2 separate regions of the Mus musculus genome follow, and region 1 is linked to region 2. A link is a contact called in public promoter capture Hi-C data. All regions are on one chromosome and are shown on one strand. The core of a region is the stretch at or near the end of the contact, and the rest is flanking DNA. Distances in the headings are between cores, read along the strand shown. Region 1 holds the start of Kdelr3 (KDEL (Lys-Asp-Glu-Leu) endoplasmic reticulum protein retention receptor 3). Region 2 holds the start of Pdgfb (platelet derived growth factor, B polypeptide).

Region 1 (4,767 bases), core at 625-3,124, 500 kb after region 2:
TGAGTAGAGCCTAGCAGGGAGACAGACGAGGCCATAAAGGAACTCCTATAGGGGGTGACACAGATGGGGAGGCGACCTAGACCAGGTGGGGCTGGCTGTGTTGCCCCTTCACCAAGCCCTTGCCAAAGAGGCACCTGCCCTATTAGGACAGTCTAGGCAGCAGCTTCATGGGGGATACCTGGCCACTATATCCTCCAGTCCTCTTAACCTTGTAGGCTCAGGGTTCTACCCATAGTGGCTCCACACATAAACACATAAACACTATCCCTACCAGAAGCCCAGGAGAAGAGAGACACCGTGAGTGAGTCCCTCTGACTGATAGGGAAACAGAAGCCCCAGGCTACACAACTCAGCAGGACAGTGGGACAGTGGCCAGTGTGTCTCTGGCATTTGGGGCTGGCACCAGCTGCCATTTTTCTTTCGCCTACAGCAACGCATACTGATTTGCTCCTCCTGTCGCTTTCTGCTGGTCTCTCAGTAGGTCAGCTCCCTAAGGCAGGGCATTGGGGTATCAGGGCACAGTGTCCCTCACAGGATGAGGGAGGAGGTAACAAGCACTCCCCCAATCCTACCCCGGACCTCTAAAGCAAAGTCACAGGCCCAGCAAGCAGAAGGGCCGTGAGAGACGATCTCTCAGGCAACTGACTACTACAAACCCCCGGTAACGTCTAATTCAGTCCAGAGCCACTGGATCCAAAATGTGTCTGATCCATACTCAACCAAGTCCCTCTCCTGATCAGCCTCCCAGGTGACATCTCAAAATGCTCTCAACCTCCATTTCCGGAGTCTCAAGAGACCTGCTGAGCCTCTGCCTCTGCTCCTACTTCTTCGATGGTTTCCTTCATCCTGGATCCCGAATGTGACCGGAAAAAGCCTTTCACCATTAGTCCATCCTACCTTCTGGATTCCTCTTCCTCCTGTGTCCTTCCCAGGACATGCCCTATGCCCTGTGGCTTCTACGTATTTGCACGGGTGTTCTCAACACCGTACCCTGTACCTTGAGCACATACCCTGCCCATCCTCTCTGTCCACGTAGCCCTCAGCTGCTCTCTGCCTCCCCAGCTCTGGTAGAGTCTGAGCTCACACTCAATTGCATGCCTGGGACAGGCAGGGAACGCTAGGAACGGAGATGGCTGAAAGACAATGGGCAGCTTCTTATTAACCCGGGGACTGAAATCATCAACCCAGCCTCCAGATATTTCCCATCCCAGCAAGGCCGCTAGACCTGTAGACAAATCGCGAGCCCCTCCAACGCCTTCCACTCAGAGCCAGCTCCACATCCCTGGGCCAGGCTGATATCACCAGCTGGCAGGAAAAGGCTCTCTCTGGGGAAATAAAAGGCAGGAGAGAATGAAGACTCGACGACTAAGGCGACTTCAAATATGGTCTCCTCCCAGGGGAAGGTCCCCCTCCACTCCTCGCCCAGCAGCCGTGATACTGCCAGCTGCCCAGTTAAGGATAGGGCGAGAAGCGTGAGGTAGGGCTCTTCATGGAGACAGAAGCCACGCTCCCTCATAATCTCCCGGATCCTCTGATGTCGAAAAACTTCGCTGAAGTTTTTGGAAGCGCGCGCGCCCGGCTTCCCTCTGAGCCTAAGTCCTCACCATGGTCCGGTCCCGCCCCGCCCCGGGCGCCGCTCACCGGCGCAGCTCTTGGACCTCCAGATCTTCACCAGGAGCAAGATCATAGCCAGGAGGTGGCTCAGGTCCCCGAGGATTCGGAACACGTTCATGGTCCCGCCCGCCGCTCCCGCGCCGTGTCGCGCAGAACTTCCCAGGGAACTTTCTGTTGCGCGGGGCGCTGCCACGTCCCCGTCCCTGCTCCTCGCGGTGCCCCAGGCCGGTGCCGCGCCTCCTTGCTGGCGCGCTCCCGCCGCGCGCACCCTTGGCCGCGCGGTGACGTGGCGGGGCGGCCAGGCGCGGGACAGGAGCCAGGAAGCAGCGCTTCTCACGTCCCCACGCCGACAGGCGGGGCAGCTTACACAGCCGCTGCTGGCCCAAGCCGAGCCCCTCCCTCTCTGGTCCTGCGTAGGCACCAAGTGTTCCTCTCATCCCCAGAAACCACAGTCAGGGCCTGGCACTCACTTCAAGTCCTGACTTTCATAGCTCTGTTGGGCCCTGGGTGGTGGAAGCAGGCTTTCAGCCGCGGAAGACCTCCCAGGTTGGAACTCCCGGGAAGTGGTGCTGAAAGGAGCCATCACCTGTTAAACTCTGAGATAACCTGAGCTAGCTCTGAGATAACCTTGTTGATGGTTTCCGGTGGGGAGAGAGGCTGACTCTGAGTCCCCTTTCTGGGCTTCAGTATTGACTACAAGGGAGATGCTAATGGTGTAAAAGAGGCTGAGTGTGTTGGGGATGCCCACCGCCTTCATTTCTGCCCCCCTCTTCTTCATGTGGGAAGACACTGGAAAGAACTTCACTGACCAGGAAAAACTCCAAGCACGGCATAGAGGCAGGCAGGATAGAGTAGGAAGAATCTTAGGTGGGCTGGAGGCCTCCATTGCTATGTGAAGCATCCTCTCTGGGCACAGGTCTATTAATCTATAGCTATGGAACCGATAAACCAAGGGCCTTTCTGCCTTCTCCTTGATCCCAGCCCCCCTCCCTCCTGTAGCTGGTTTCTTCCTAAAGAAATGGCTTCGTCTGGCTCCCTCTGTGTGCAGGAGAGGCTTCGGCAGGATGAAGATCTGTTGCTTACGGTGTTCGCCAACTCTTTCCTGGCCTCCATTGCTTTACCATTACTCCCCGCACAAAGCAGTTCTGGGAGGCTTTGCATGTGACCAGTAGCACTGCCTGGGGGGTGCAGCATGGGGGACCCTGGGCAGCTTGCTGTGAATCTACACACACACACACACACACACACACACACACACACACACCTTTCCTGGGGAGATGAAACACACTTGTCTGCTCACCCCAGATAGGGAGCCCACGACAGCCTAAAGTACAGATAGTACCAATATCCAGCTTCATGAATTAATGAGTTTTGCTGGAGTTACTTAGAGGAATATGGGTGAAGGGTTGCTTACAGGAGCAGGAATGACTCAGAGACAGCTGCATCACCAAAGCCCACCCAGCATGGGTGACAGCTCACCAAGCTGGGAACCTGGAGCTCTTCCCACTGCCTGCAGGCAGCTCAGCAGGTTGGAGAATATCCTTCCCAGGTGCCTCAGTTGGTCTAAATCTCTCGAAGGCTGCTCTTCTTGTTCTGAGTCTTCTTACTCCCTGCTTACTCTGGCAGGGAGGAGCCTAGGGAATCTGCTCAGTTTCAGGGAGTTCCTGAGACTATTCTTGTTGTTGTTTACCTCCCTGCTTAAGGAGCTACCCAGCAGGATAGAATGTTTTAATCTCAGAGGAAGCTTATATAAAACACACAGAGACAAATGCACACTCACACAGACATACGTACACATGGACACACAGACACACACAGACAGACACAGACAGATGCACACACAGACACACTCAGATACTCATACACACATACAGATGCACACACACAAAACACGGGCACGGTATAGGCTTGAGGGACACCATCTCAACAATGTGCCCAAGTAGGGAGGGCACTGCCATTCTCACACCACACACAGAATCCAGGGCCCAGAGAGGTGCTATCATTTCTGATGATCACACAGGACATCGTGTCAGCCTAGAGCCCAAGGCCCAGCTCCATAGGGTTGGAATTCTCAGCCCAGAGAGGTGGATGACCAGGTGTCAGCAAAAATTTACACCAGACAAGGAGCGTTCCTGTGATGAGGGCCAAAGGGCTTGCGCATCTGTGGGAGGTTTGCATATATTTCGGGTGCTAGGCAGCACATTAGACATACTGGGCAGCCCTTCCCTGTGCAGCCTTAGAGCCCAGGGGGCAGGGAATGGACCCTGAGGTCAGACAGGTGAGGTACATGGACCACGGCTCTCTGGGAAAATAAATGGCCCTCAGTTCCCTGCCTAGATGTCTCCCCCAAGCAATGCCCACAGAAGGCAGTGGTTATTTAAATCTCTCAGGTGAGGCTACCCAGCCAGCTGGCATCTCCTTCCAGCGCCCACATCCTCCTCAAGCCAGAGAGAACGAAGCACATGCAACACATCTGTCCGGGAAGCAGCGCAGCTGTGGGCGGGGCCTGAGGCAGGGAAGGGGCTGAACCTTCCCCTTCCTTTAATTCCTCCCAGGAGACACTGGCAGGGGGACGGGCCAAAGTCGGGAGGCCTGAGAAGTGACCATCACGGGGGCAGAAGGGAAAGAACAGGCTGGGAGGCTGCAGGGCTTGGTCCATATCCAAGGTCTGCTACTGTGCCTGTGAGCCTGCGCATGCCCCTTCTCTGGGCCTCAGCTTGCCTGTCTGTTAAATGGGGGAAATGGAGAAAGAACAGCTGAATGCTTTTCCATGATTCTGGTGTCTGGCGTGCCTGAGGGTCCTATGAAATGGATACTATGTTGGCATCTTACAGATGGAGAAATGAAGGGTCCAAGTTGTTTGTTGCTCTTGCAAGCCTGTGTCAGCATCCTTTCTCCCCGGTACTGTCTCTCTCTGTTTCTCCCGGCTGCTGTCTCTCTCTGTTTGGCAATGAGCTCTTCACACCCATCCCATCTCCAAGGTGGAGCATCTGAAAGCACCAGGGAAAGCAGGTGTGCTGGTTTCTACCCCAGTAATCCCAGTACTTGGGAGACCGAGGCAGGAGGATTGGCTTGAGTTCTGCGACCCAGTCTCAATAAGAAAGAAAGAAAGAAAGAAAGAAAGAAAGAAAGAAAGAGAGAGAGAGAGGGGGG
Region 2 (4,519 bases), core at 1,603-4,102:
CAGATCTTCTGGAACTGGAGTGAGATGTTTATGACCTTTGCACAGTGAGTTCTGAGAACTGAATTTGGTGAGCCATCTCTTCATCCCTGTGCACACATGTCCTGTCACCTTAGCCTGCATACAGCATTAATGTAACTGTCTGCATACACGGAGTTAAAGGTCTCTCATTTAGGTCCTGGGACTGGTCTCCTTCCTCATTCCATTTCTTAAATGCTTTACCTAGGGCCTACACATAGTAGGTGCTCAAGACTGCTGCTTTATAGTCGGGCAGTGGTGGCGCACGCCTTTAATCCCAGCACTTGGGAGGCAGAGGCAGGCAGATTTCTGGGTTCGAGGCCAGCCTGGTCTACAAAGTGAGTTCCAGGACAGCCAGGGCTACACAGAAAAACCCTGTCTCGAAAAAAACAAAAAAACCCAAAAACAAACCAAAAAAGACTGCTGCTTTAAACAGCCTTGCTCCCCTGCTCCACCCCTCATGTCTGTTCCGTGTGCTCCTTCAGGACATGGAACAAAATTCCTTCTGGGAACACCATCTTTCAGGGGACAGAGCATCTAGATGTGTACTGGTGTGTAACACTCACAGAAGCACTGTGCAAAAACGCCTCCTTATTGGGGGTTAGAGAGACAGGTCATGGTTAAGAGAAGCTGCAGCTCTTCCAGAGCTGCACATACCTGGTGGCTCACAACCAACTTCAGTCCTGGTGGATCTGACGCCCTCTTCCGGTCTCTCTGGGTACTGTATGCATGCATATAATGCACAGACATACACACGCATACATACACACGCAGACAAAACACCTACACACACAAATCTAATCAATCAATCAATCAATAATAAAAATGATGGACCCCTGGAGTCCAAGTTGTGGCCCCATAAATTACTAGAACTGTGTGATCTAGTCCAAGTTGCTCAGTCCCTATGTGGGCCAGTCTCCACGGTGGTAAGATAAAATAACAACATATCTTATAGAAGCTCTGCAGGGACGCAGGGTCAGCTCATTGGTGGCTCTACCACTGTACTTACAGATAAGGACATCGGGCAAGAGCAAGGCCAAGTTCACCCAGCTGTCTGGAGGAAGTACTTTTAAATATCTAAGTCTTCTGACACGGGGGTCAAGTGTGTTGAATTATTTCCACCCAAACAGGGCTATCTGTCATCTTGTCTCAACATATCTGTCTGTCCTGGATGATGGTCCTAGGGAGGAGTCTCTTTTGTATGCTTCCTGCCACTCTGTGAGGAGGGCAAACCCCTTTCACTGCATCAAGGTACTGCACGTATCAGTTTAAAACCAAGTTCATGTATATGTGTGTGGTGTGTGTGCATGCCTGCGCGTGTGTTCAGGTGACTGGAAAACCTCCAGTGTCACCCTTAGAAACACTGTCAATGTCTTTTGAGATAGTGTCTCTCATTGGCCTGAAGCTCACAGATTGGTCTAGACTGTCTGGGCGGGCGGCAAGTGCTAGTCTCTACCTTCCCGATGCCTGTTTAGATGAGTTCTGGGACTGGACTCAGCTCCTCTTCTAAGCATTTTACCAAATGGGGGTCTCCCCAGACCCCCAACCCAACCTATGGAGCCCACTGTCACAGAGATGGCAAACATTGCCAGCCCCCTCTCATTTTCCCACGATCCTCTGCAATTCTTCTTCTCCTCCGGTTATGTCTCCGAGTTACAGAAGAGGAAATCAAGGTACCATTGGTGAGCTTAACCTACCTTAGAGGTCACCTGCTCCAGGCTACCTCCCAGCCACTCTGCTAGCTAGTCATTTGGAAAAATGGGGTACCTGGAGCCACGTGTAAAGAGGCCCGAGAGGTTCTTCCTTATCAGTACCACCTCATCCAGGGCCATGAGAGGCAACAGCACCATTCAGTGGATATGGGGATACAGACCAAGTGGAGATGACAGGCAGCAGAAGTGGATGAGGGCAAGGTGCCCTAAAGGCAGGAGGCATTGCAGTGAGCCTGCCGGTCTTGTGGTGGGTGCTGGGCTGGCAAGCGTGCTTGCGTGTGACTGTGTCACTGTGACAGTGTGACTGCTGAAGGCAGGGACACAGCAGTTCCCTGAGCTGGGGGTGGAAGGTGTTAACTGTGAGAGTGCTGGTGTGGGTGGGTAGCCTCTGGGCCTGGAACTGGGTGGGGGGCAGAGAGGGGTAGTAAACACCCTGGTGACTTGAAGGCAGCATCTTGGTGGCAGTCCTTGGGAGGATGGTGCAGGGCTGGGGGTGGGGTGGGTTGAGTGACTTTGCAGTTCAACAGACTCAAATTCAGCTTATGCTGGCATGGCAGCGCATGCTGTGTGCCAGGCGACAAGCAAGGAGAGGCAGACCCAGTTTGTAGCTGAAGGGTTCCCGCTGGCTGTGGGTTTAGAGCTTCAACCTTGGGGCTGGTGTGTGGCTGGATGTTTTCTGATCATTCTGACATTTAATCCACACACTTTGTCCCCCACTTAGAGAATGTAGGGTGAATCACAGAAGGAAAGTGACGTGCCCAAGGTGACCCAGCTATTTAATTAGACTCAATGGAATCTAAGCTGCCAGGTTGCAGATGTCTGGTTCTGGGGTTCAGGGGCCACACTCCTGGCCTTGGTCCTGGCCCTGCAGACAGGCCCCTAAACACTGTGCTAATGGGTGGGGCCGCAGTTCACCTTCAGTTCCTGCCAAGAGGCTAGATTCACAGTCACAGGGGCTGCGTAGTTCTCAGAGACCCCTCAAGCAGCAGTCTTTGCCTGAGGACCTCCCTTGGTTCCTGCCCCCTCCCGGCGCTGACTCCGGGCCAGGAGAGGAAAGGCTGTCTCCACCCACCTCTTGCACTCTCCCTTCTCCTTTATAAAGGCCGGAACAGCTGAAGGGTGGCAACTTCTCCTGCAGCCGGGAGCAGCCTGCCTGCCTCCCCCGCTGCCTCCCTGAGGGCTTCCCTCCGGCCGCCAGCGCCCATCTTTCTCCAGAGAGATATTTTGCGCACACACACATACACACACGCGCAAAAGGGAAAGGAGGAAAAAAAAAAAAAGCCCACCCTCTAGCTTCGTTGCAACGAGAAAGCCGGAGCAGCCGCAGCTCGAAACCCGCAGAGGAAGCCCAGAGTGGCGAGCGAGTGGGTAGATAGACAGACTGACCCGAGCCGCGTCCACCTGTCGGCCCGGACCAGCCCAGCGCGCAGTGGGCGCGCCGCGCTCTCGGAGCAGCCGTGCCCGCCGCTTGGGCCCTGCGCCAGGGCGCACACGCTCCCGCCCCGCCACCCGGCCCGGGCGGGAGTTTGCACCTCTCCCTGCCCGGGTGTTCGGGCCGCCGCTGCAAAGCCAACTTTGGAAAAAGTTTTTTTTTGGAGACTTGGGCTTGGAGGTCCCCAGCTCTGCGCTTTCTGATCTGGGGGTCCGTTCCAGAAAATGTTGCAAAAAAGCTAAGCCAGCAGGCAGAGGAACACGCCTTTAGCGGGCGAGTGAAGACGAACCATCGGCTGCCGTGTTCCTTTTCCTCTCTGAGGTTGGAGTCCCCTGCGCGCCCCCACACGGCTAGACGCCTTGGCTGGTTCGCGACGCAGCCCCCAGACTGTGGATGCTCGCGTGGGCTCGGGATCCGCCCAGGTAGCGGCTTTGGACCCCGGTCCCTTGTCCAGGTCCTCCCCAGCCCCCCAGCGACGGAGCCGGGGCCGGGGGCGGCGGCGCCCGGGGGCCATGCGGGTGAGCCGCGGCGGCGGCTGCAGCGGCCTGATCGCCTGATCGCGGGGGACCCGAGCGGAGCCCACCCTCCTCCCCAGCCCCCAACCCTGGCCGCGGGGGCGGCGCGCTCCGTCTACGCGTCCGGGGCCCCGCGGGGCCGGGCCCGGAGTCGGCATGAATCGCTGCTGGGCGCTCTTCCTTCCTCTCTGCTGCTACCTGCGTCTGGTCAGCGCCGAGGTGAGTTGCGACGGCGGCTAGGGCTGGATCCTTCCCTGGTTGTCCCAGCCCCCACGCCTGGCCGCCCCCTCCTCTCCCTGCAGTGAACTTTGGAGCCTTGCAGCGCGTGAGTCAGGCGCCGGGCACTGGGTGGCCCCAAGGGCTGGGAGGCCAGGTCCGGGGTGCTGGGCTCCTGGGGAGGAGGCAGCGGTGGGTTTCTTTCCAGTGGACCAATCTAGATCCCTAAAGCTTTTAGTGTCCTAGAAGGTGTGTGCTGCCCTGCCCCCTGCCTCAGGAGCTAGAGATCTTAAGCTTCCCGGTTAAGGGGAAAAGGTGAGGTGATATCTAGGGTGTCTAAGGCATCGAGACCTCCTGTGTCCTCCTCAGAACCAGCCTGGGCTTTGGTTCTGCCCAGGACCCGGCCTGCCCTAGAAGTATGTGCCTTCGAACTCAGGATATCCAGAGATCTTTGGCAAGGGTTTTGGTCCCACCCTAGCTTCTGCACTGGTCTAGAGTGGGCACCTTGGGGTCATGCTGGACGATCCAAAAGCACCTTGTATCTTGGCGCAAGGGGTCCAGAGAAAGAGAGACGGAGACACTAGAGAGACAGGCAGACAGACAGACGGTAGGTTCAGACGCTTGGAGTA

The links. Promoter capture Hi-C pulls out the DNA fragments that hold promoters and counts their contacts.
Region 1: a contact with region 2 is called in a promoter capture Hi-C map of pre-B cells, with 2.2 times the contacts expected there. The contact joins the promoter of Kdelr3 here to the promoter of Pdgfb in region 2. A contact is called at or near these places in 2 of 39 promoter capture datasets (hematopoietic stem and progenitor cells and pre-B cells) and 1 of 115 datasets of contacts at active chromatin or transcription factors (pancreatic cancer cells).

The regions. Positions count from the first base shown.
Region 1 is chr15:79,513,515-79,518,281 of GRCm38.p6, reverse strand. Kdelr3 (KDEL (Lys-Asp-Glu-Leu) endoplasmic reticulum protein retention receptor 3) reads right to left here and starts at 1,874. Exons shown (of 5, transcript NM_134090.2): 1 at 1,642-1,874. The coding sequence starts at 1,732.
Region 2 is chr15:80,013,310-80,017,828 of GRCm38.p6, reverse strand. It overlaps Pdgfb (platelet derived growth factor, B polypeptide), which reads left to right and starts at 2,852. Exons shown (of 7, transcript NM_011057.4): 1 at 2,852-3,893. The coding sequence starts at 3,831.